Regions from separate parts of the Zea mays genome. Here region 1 is linked to region 2. Evidence: chromatin contacts called from public Hi-C data. All regions are on one chromosome and are shown on one strand. The core of a region is the stretch at or near the end of the contact, and the rest is flanking DNA. Distances in the headings are between cores, read along the strand shown.

What was found. A called contact is a pair of places that touch in the nucleus more often than the background predicts.
Region 1: a Hi-C map of tassel shows a contact between it and region 2, with 1.7 times the contacts expected there. The contact joins the promoter of LOC103650942 here to the promoter of LOC100192790 in region 2. A contact is called at or near these places in 5 of 25 Hi-C or Micro-C datasets (bundle sheath, ear, leaf and 1 more).

What each region holds. Positions count from the first base shown.
Region 1 is chr3:178,054,404-178,059,125 of Zm-B73-REFERENCE-NAM-5.0, forward strand. It overlaps LOC103650942, which reads left to right and starts at 2,480. Exons shown (of 2, transcript XM_008676546.4): 1 at 2,480-3,297; 2 at 3,475-4,374. The coding sequence starts at 2,971. The coding sequence ends at 4,095.
Region 2 is chr3:177,692,594-177,697,329 of Zm-B73-REFERENCE-NAM-5.0, forward strand. It overlaps LOC100192790, which reads right to left and starts at 2,961. Exons shown (of 3, transcript NM_001137983.1): 1 at 2,654-2,961; 2 at 2,151-2,530; 3 at 561-1,217. The coding sequence starts at 2,830. The coding sequence ends at 770.

The sequences.
Region 1 (4,722 bases), core at 1,230-3,729, 360 kb after region 2:
CTATATGAAAACCATCTAGATAAAAAATTGTGCATGAACGACTTTGGCACCACCGTTAGAAAATGGGTAAGTTGCACACTAATGTATCTAGCATGTTCAAGACATATTACATATGAGTAGGAGATCATAGATCGTTACCACTAGACGCGTAATGTAGCAAAAAAGAGTGTAACGATATAATGTAAGTAGTCGTACGTCCTCACGTACAAACAGCAATGATACATTCACTCTTGCTTCTCACACTCATTGTCGTTCAACACTACAATAACAGTAGCATTGTGTCTATAGTATCCACCGTACAAGGATGAAACACCAAAATATTGTCGTGTTAACATAGACTCGCATCGAGAGGAAAGACAATGGTGACTTGGGTGCTGGCAATCCTAAGTGAAAGGCAACGACTACTCGGTTGTGAGATGTCTCTTACCCTAAAGGTCTATTTGATAATGATTGTCTTTTGAACATATCATCAACTTATAATTCTATCTTTTATCTCTAAGAAAATCAAGTCATCCATTCTGCTGATGTGAGCAGCACAAGTTGTATATATAACCGGCATCCTGGACTACCGGTGCATAACTAAGGCCTCGTTGATGGACTAAAGATTAGTCTCTCCATTTTAGTCTCATTTATTCCCTAAATTGTCAAACAGTGGGACTAAAATGTTTTAGTCTCTAGTACCCAAGGGGTGACTAAAATGGACTAAACCATATTAATTCTATCTTTTGTCTTTTATTTATTTCAATTACACTGATGGCGGGAGAATAATAAGGGATATTTTGGTTCTCTTATGATTCATTTAATGTTTTTTGAATACTTTTAGTTGTTAGAACCAAACAGGATAAGGACTAAACTTTAGTCTTCTAACTAAACTTTAGTTTCTAGACTAAAGGACCAAAACGAGACCTAAATAGTTCACCTCTTCGGATGGATTAGGACTAAAGTTTTAGTGTAAGTTTAGACCTTATATCAAACGAACTTATATTATACTCTCTCTCTCCGTTTCAATACAGTTATCGTTACGGTATTTATAAACTGTCAAAAATTTTAAAGTTTAACTAAATTTATAAAAAAAATATGATCAATATTTGTACTTTTAGATAAGTTTGTTATTGATTTAAAGATCTATCTAATCAAATTACCATATGTGTGTGTCAGTGTGTGGTTAAAACTTAAAAGCGGTTGCCTCCGAAAATGAGGACGTCAACTATTGAGCAACAGAGCAAAGCAAGTACTCAGTGATCAAAGAAATTGACTGCAATGCAAACAAGGGCGGTGGTAATCGATTGCCTTGCCTCCGAGATACGGGAGCCGGGCACAGACAAGGCGTACGGTCCTGGACAAGGACAATAAAACCTGCCCGTCCGCGTCCGCGTCCGGTCCTCAAGCTCGGGAGCTCCGCTGCCGTTCCCTGCCTGCCTGCTGTTGCCATGGCGTGCGCCGTGATCATGCGTGTCCGCTGCTCCGGTCTAGGAGCACCTGCGACTGCGACTGCGAGTGCTTATGCCTCTCCCGGCAGGCGCGTGTGACGGGACTGACGGACGGGAACACGGAGCGCAGCTGCCGCATCACGAAAACTCTTGGCTGCTCACTCCCAGAGACCGAGACCAGAGAAGCATGCTAATCCCATGCATGTCGGGCGGGGCTACTGCTCCAACAGTCCGGGGGAGACAGACAGGGAGAGGTATAGTGCTCTGACCGCAACAAACACTGACGACCAAATCCCAGTGAATTCAATGGCACCTAACACTACTATGCCATCCATCTGCCAGTGAGCTTTACCACCCCCTCCTCTCTTTTTTTTTTTTGTACAAGACTGATCGATCATGTTTTGATATGGAGAAGAGAATCGGCTGTGAAAGGGCAGGTCCGAAGATAGTCTTCCAGACAAAAAGAAAAAAAAAAGAAAAAGAAAACTTCTACGGTAAGGTAAGCATGGTTTGGAGTAATCCGGTCGGCATCCCCGGCATTTCTGGAGGTCTCTACAAGTAGTATAGCTCCTTGCCAACAGGAGCCGGAATGAAATGTGGAGGAATTTCGGTGGTGGTGGTGGGCATTGACAGGATAAGATTTGCATCTCTGAGTTGGAAAGGGGTTAAGGGAATAAAGGGGCAGTGCTCCGTGTAAGATTAAGATAGAACCGAATAACGCAAGGTTTGGGGGGAACTGATTGGACCCGTGGTACTAAATATCGCATTGCTTAATGAGATACTCATAATTTATCTGATGTGATATAAACTAAACTTTAGTTAGTTGAATCGAACACCTTCTAACTCTTATGATAAACATAAACATGGCTTGTCCTCCTAAAACCAGGTTAAGAAAGTGAAATCCCTTCTTTCAAAAAAAAATACTATAGAAGAGAAAACCCCTGATAAATAAAAAGGTTCGAAAGATTCAGAGACAGCCAGACAGGAACCTGAATAAGCAGGCAAGAGGACAGGAAAAAATTCAACGAATGGTGCCAGCAGGAAACGTCCAAGGGGCCCACTTGGCTGACAAGGAGCCACACCGCTTTTTTGGTGGTAAACAGCTGCGGTGCTGTGTGCTGTCATCGGCCGATGACTGCGGTTAGAGGGGTTAAACACGTTAAGCTTGGGGAGCACGAGGCAGCAGCCAGCTGCCAGCCAACAAGACAAGAGCGGCAGTGTTCGGGTCGCGCTCTGCTGCCGCTGCTTCTGCCTCCGCCCTCCGCCCCTCCTCCTCCTTTTCATCACCCTTCCCCCTCCCGTCTAGACACGCATCATTGCGCTACTCCGCGCTGCACTCCCTCCTCCCGTGTCTGTCGCCTCGCCTTGCCCCTCTCGTGCTCCCTCCCCCCCTGCTGCTGCAGGTTAATGCTCCTCCGTCCGCGCCGGTGCACCACCGCGCTCTTGCTTAGCTAGCTAGCTATATATATAGCCAGCCGAGCAGGCTTCCTTTTCCCAGTTCAAACAGTGCAGCGTCGGCGGTGGCGGGGACGACGACGCGATGAACGCCTTCTTCACGTCCCTGGCGCGCGGGCTGGACGACCTGGGCCGTGCGGGCGGGCTGTCGTCGCTGTCGGCTCTGCTGCGGGCGGCCGCGCTGCTCAGGGGGCTGCACTCGCAGCTCACGCTCATGGTCGGCCAGCTCCACCTGCCGCCGGGCGGCCGCTGGCTCGACGAGTACATGGACGAGACGGCCCGCCTCTGGGACGCCTGCCTCGCCCTCAAGCTCGGCCTCGCCTCCGTCGAGCGGTATTGCGCGGCGGCCTCCTGCGCCGCCGCCGCGCTGGATGACTGGCTCCAGGATCCTTCTCCTCTGTCCACTCGCCAGGTTGGTTGGTTCTTCCTTCCTTCCTTTCTGTCGTTGAAACGTGCTGCGGTTGCGATCGATCGTTTCCATCATTCATGCCTTTGGCAGGCCTTTTTCTCTTCTCTGTTCCTTACTGTCTGAAAGACTGAAACGCTCGTGGCTCTGTTTGTGGTGCGCATCATCATCGGCTCATCGCAGGTGATGCGGGCGATCTCCGTGTCGAGGAGGGAGGCCATGGCCGCGGAGGAGGAGAACCGCGCGCTGGCGGACGCGAGGATCGCGCCGCTGTCGCTGCATCTCGACGAGCGTCTGCTGCTGCGCGCCACGGACGCGAGGCTCGCCGGCTTCAACGGCTTCCGGGGGCTCCTGTACGCGCTGCACAACGCGAGCTCGCTCCTCCTGCTCATCCTCGCCAGCGGCGCGGTCTCCTGCGCCGCGGCGGCCGGCGGCCCGTGCGCCGGCGCCGACGACGCCGGCTCGGACGGTTTCACTGCGTCCATCGCAATGCTGCAGCAGAGGCTGGCGGAGGAGGCCGAGTCCGACGGGCCCGGCGCCGCGCCGGGCATCAGGATGTGTGAGTTCCGGTGCGCGCGCGCCGCCGTGGAGGCGGCGCGGGAGGAGGTGGAGCGCGCCGCGGCGGCGGGACGCAAGTGCGAGGGCGGCGGCGGCGGAAGCGCTGTCAAGGACAAGGTGGAGGAGCTGAAGGCGTGGCTGGACGTGCTCCGGACCGGCACCGATAGCCTGGTGTGCCAGCTGGACGACTTCCTGGACGACATTGTCGAGGGCAGGAAGGAGCTCTCCGACCTGTGCAGCCATTGATGTGATGGATCGGTCACACCACACCTCGTGCCCGCCTTGAAGGAGAGCATCATCATCATCACAAATTCGCATGAACAAACGAACGTTGCTTGCTTGATTTGCATGGTAGTACAAGCAAAGTCAGATACGTACGTACTAGCACTAGCTGCAGTGTCCCTATGCTATTGCAATAGCATGTTGTTGCCTTGCCCCTCTTTCTAACCCCATCTCTCCGTCTCTGTCGAGGGGATGGAGAGAGCGATGGAGCATTCTGGTTGGCCATGATGCTGTTCCTGTCTCGCTGTTGCGTCTGCGTCTCTGCCATGAAAGGAGGAGGCATGATGGTGGTGGCCTGGTGGGGGTGAGAGAGAGGGGTGGGAGTCGGAAGAGGAGAGGCATAGGCAACTGATCGATCGCAACAAGATATCTTGGCTCAGGAATCGTCGCCACACTCGCAGCTGCTGCGTATCGAAAGGTTGCTTTTTGTTTGTTCGCCTGGGCGCGAAGAAAGCGGCCTATAAGGTTGGACCCTTGCCATCGCCGCGGAAAAAGTACTGGCAACTTTGGTTGCTTCTGTCGTGCGTGCACTTCACTCGCTTTCTCAAAGCTCTCTCTAGCTTCAACCTCAAGAGTCTTCCAGCCCAGCCG
Region 2 (4,736 bases), core at 1,711-4,210:
GCGGGCTCCAGGTCGTTTGTGCGTGGCGTGGTCCAGGTAATCCGGTTTCGGCAGGCCTGGCCCGCTGGCCCAGGAGGCCACGCATGGCCCATCAGCGCACGCAGACGCAGGCAGCGGTGGTAGGTGCTGTGCTGCTGCGATGGACCTCGACTCGCGCGGGTAATCCTCCTCCTGCTGAACCACTTGAGGTACCAAAAGCAGAACCTGTGATTAGCACAAAAGGAAAACACACAAAGCGGCGTCGGCCAAGGAAGGGATTAGGCAAAGGTCCGTCATGCACACTAGGCGAAAACATCTGGATCTGCAGGCAGGTGATCCATCGGACAACCTCGCATCTGCACTGCACCAGCTTCCTGCCAAGCTGCTGCCAGCCAGCAGGTGAAGGTGGCATTTGGATTTGGTAAAGGCAAGCGCATTTTTCGAGATGGCTAACCAGACCAGACACACCAGACGGCAGGTCTGACGGGACAGAGAAACAAAAGCGCGGGGCGAGAAGATCTGATTTGCCATCAGAACAAACACGTCCAGCTCATGCCACGAGCTCATGCCGCGATACAGCTACACAAGGCTTGGCTTTGGCTCACGTTTCATATTTCTTTTTATCCTTACATATATAATATATAAACGACCTGTATGTACAACGACGCCCCCTCCCCTCTCTCTTTATGTACTTATATACTCATCACACGCGCTATGAGTATACATATTAAAATTTAACACACGGACACGGCCAAGAAAACTTGATACGCTTGGAACTGGGGCCGATGGATCAGCAGGACCCTCTGAGGATCTCGGCGAGGCCGGCGCGCTGCTCGGGGGTGAGCTCCTTGGGGAAGACGACGTCCAACTTGACCCTCAGGTCGCCGCGCGCGCCCTTCTGCCCGGGGACCGGCATGCCCTCGCCGGCGATCACCTTCTCGTAGCCGGGGCGGACGACCTCGTCCTGGAACGAGCAGCTCACCTTCCTGCCGCCGAGGAGGCGGAACGAGAAGGACCAGCCGGTGAGCGCGCCCACCAGCGGCACCTCCGCCTTGAGCACCAGGTCGTCGCCCACCCGCTTGAACGCCGGGTGCCTCTTCTCGGACACCGTGAGGATGGCGTCGCCGGGCAGGCACCCCGGCCGCTCGTCCCCCATGCCTTCCAGCACCACCTGCTTCCCTTTCCTCCACCCTGGCTTCACCACCACCGTCTGTGTCACCTCCTTCTTCACGGTTGACCTGCACAAACAAAAAGCACGTACTTCGAGCCATTAGGCTAGTTGCGATTAGTCTCCCTCCATAGGAACAAGGAGGAAGGGAGGGATGCTCTTGCTCAGGAGTCACTGTCACCCTCACGTGTAAAAAAAAGGAAACAAATATGAATACATCCAAAACGCGTGTACTAAAACGCATATGTGGCGAAAGAAGCATCTTGGGCCTTGTGTTAGGATTATGTAGTGGAGATAGGATCCCAAGCTAGCTGTACTATACTAACCACGTTGGGAAACATTGTTATCGTGACCTTGTGTTAGGTAGGATAATCTTGCAAGAATAGCATAGATACCTGCAGGGGGGGGAAAAGGAGTCTCGCACCAAAGCCCACTGGTGTAAAAAGGCTTCACGTCTACGGCCTACTATGACGTTGCAAAGGTAGCTAAATATTCCACTGGCAAATGCAAGGTGGTGGTACAAAAGCAGTGACCCGACCCCCCCCCCCCCCCCCCTCCCCCCCCACTGTAAAAACACAACACAAGTGCTCGCGCCATGACCTTGTTGTTGAAAAGAAGAAGAAAAAAAACAGAAACTGATTGTGATGGTGCACTGTTCATCAGGAGCTACCGAACAGTGCGGCGAATTGGGGGGGGGGGGGGGGGTGCCACAACCACTACACCGAGTGGAATGTCTGTCGCCATCAGAGCCGGTTCTGAATTCTTGCCTAACCTCGAGTTTAGTTTTCCAAGCATCGATTGATTCACTGTTAAAATCTGAACCCACGTCGGCACACAAAGCCCTTCCTCGATTAAAATTCTCCGCTCCGTTCGTTGTCTTGGAAACAAAAATAATAATAATCTACCGACAAGCGATAGCTCACCGGATTTCTTCATTTCTAGCAAGGTTTCGCGTCAACCTTGTTCAGTTAGGCAGAGCAAAACAGCGCAGATGAGCAGATACCCGTTCTTGGTGACGACGTCGCGGGTGAAGCTGACCTCCTTCTTGCAGCCGCGGCAGAGCTCCTCGAGGGTGCACTCGAGCTTGCGCTCCAGCGGCGGCGCCTTGCGCACGATGGAGCTGGAGAACTCGGCGAAGGCGCGGCGCCCGCCGGGGTCGCCGGAGCTGTACACCTTCTTGAACTCCCTCGCCGGTGTGCCGGGCGCGCTCCTCGTGCAGAACCCGTCGCTGCGCGTCCTCTCCATGCGCGCCCCGACGCCGGCGCCGAGGCCTCCGCCACCGCCGCCGCCGGCGCCGCCGAAGGCGCCGCGCGTCCTCTCACCCGCCCGGCCGTCGTTGCACAGCTCGAACACGCCCCTGTTCTCCTGCTGGTCCAGGAGCGCCTGCGCGAGGGAAGGGACGGAGTCGTGAGGACACGGCAGGACGCCGAGACGCAATGCACAATTAATCAGGGACGCGCGCACGGCACGGCACGGCAGGGTGGGTGACGCCGTCTCGTCGCTCACCTCGTAGGCCTCGCTGATGGCCTTGAAGCGCGCCTCGGCCTCCGGCCTGGACGACGGCGGGTGCTTGTCGGGGTGCCACTTCTTGACGAGGTTCTTGTACGCGGCGCGGATTTCGTGCGGCGAGGTGTCCTTGGGGATGTTGAGGATCTTGTGGTACAGCTCCGGCGGGTTCCCCATCGGAGGGGGCGGGGAAGCAGGATGTCGTTCTGGAGGGGCGGGGCGGGGCGGGCCTGGCGCAGGGGAAAGCGAAGGATGAAGCAGAGAGAAACGGGGAGTGGTGGGCGGGCGGTATAAAGTGGCGAACAGAGGGAGAGGGGGTGACAGCGGAAACTGAGAGTGAGCGAGGGAGGAGGAGTGGAACCGGCTTTAAAAATAGAGAGATGGAGTAACATTGGGAGGGACGGAGAGAGGGATTACTGCAATTGTGGATGGATGCCATCGTGAAATAGAGGTACTCCGTACGCCTAGTACTACTAGTGGTCGTACGTGTGGGGCCATAGAGGTCATGAGGGTGAATTGTTGGCAACGGACATGGACAAGGACTCAGAGGGGCAAGGACGTGATCGTGTGACGGTGTGAGATTTGTTGCTTTGCGTTTCGCACTAGCTCGCTACAGTCCGAGATGTTAAAATCTTAAAAAAAAACACGCAGCTGCCGGTAAAAGACATTTGATACTTATTTATTTATAGCTATAGATATCGTTCCAATTTCTCGTGCCTATTGTTTATGCTATACGTGTCCTTTTATTTTCCTTCCTTTGTTTCTTAATACAAGAACTATTTGATAAGCCCTCTTTTTTGTAGTCTATTGTGTTATACTATTAGATATGCTCAATTAGTGTGTCTATGTTTCTCAATATATATAAATAATTGTATGCCCTTTCGTGTAATAGATATAATAATAATATAGTTACATATATAATTTATTTTTTCTTCTTGTGATACTATATTATCTATCTAGTTATTGTGCCTGTATTTATGAAAAGATGTAGATACCACCTTAACCTTCTGCGGCTAATAGAGTAGATATCCAATTTTATTTTCTTGTGGCTACAAATATATATAATTTCTTGCAATTGTTGTGTTATAATTTCTACGCAAATTTCTTAATATAGATACAAATGTCATTTTAGATTGTTGCATATAATAGATACATGCCAATTGCACATAGCTCAACTCATTTGTTTTTCTTGTTCGAATATATTCATTACTCCATATGTTCTAAAATAGTATTCGTTCTGTCTCTTACTTTTTATATTTATGTTCAAATGGAGGATGATGAATCTAGACACATATAAAAACACATACATCAAGTGTTCTATGAATCTATTAATTATCTAAAATGAATTTTTAATTTGGGACGGGGGGAGTATAATTTAACTCTTTGGCATGTCACGTACGCGTAACCATTTTTTTATCAATGTAGTACCGGAACTAAAGAATGATGTGACTATCAATAGCAAATGGATGTAATAGTTTCATTAATATTTTGATACATGTTAGGCTAATATTTTGGAGGTGCTTATATTGGTAGGTTGACATAGTAAGTGTAACTTCGTCAATCTCTTGGAATTTATCGATCTAATCTTTCAAAGGTGCTCATATGGTATGTTGTATGCACATATGTTCATAGGAGTGAGTGATGATATCTATGGTGACTTTGTCAATCTATTCACTGCTACCCCAAAAGGCTACATGCCTAACGCAATACCTTCTCCACTTTGGTCCACTAGTGTAAACCAAAACGAAGGGTTTCCAAAGTTAGTATCAACATACACAAAACCTTTTCCAAAACACATCCAACACTAAGTGATGACCTCCCACAAGACGATAATTTAACTCACCGTCAGCTACCTTTTAGCAAAAATCACAAAGGCCTTAGCTTTTCCGCCACTCACCACCAAGCGTAACGCAATGTTAGAACTCACAAGTGGCACTAGATAAGCGTGATGCAATTCATGGTTGCCCCTCTTATTACTACAACCATATATTCTAAATTGGACTATCTAGCCGATAAAATGAAACACCTTATGTTCATAGCTTTGTCATAAGCACACATCCAAATTCTCATAAGTTGATGTGGA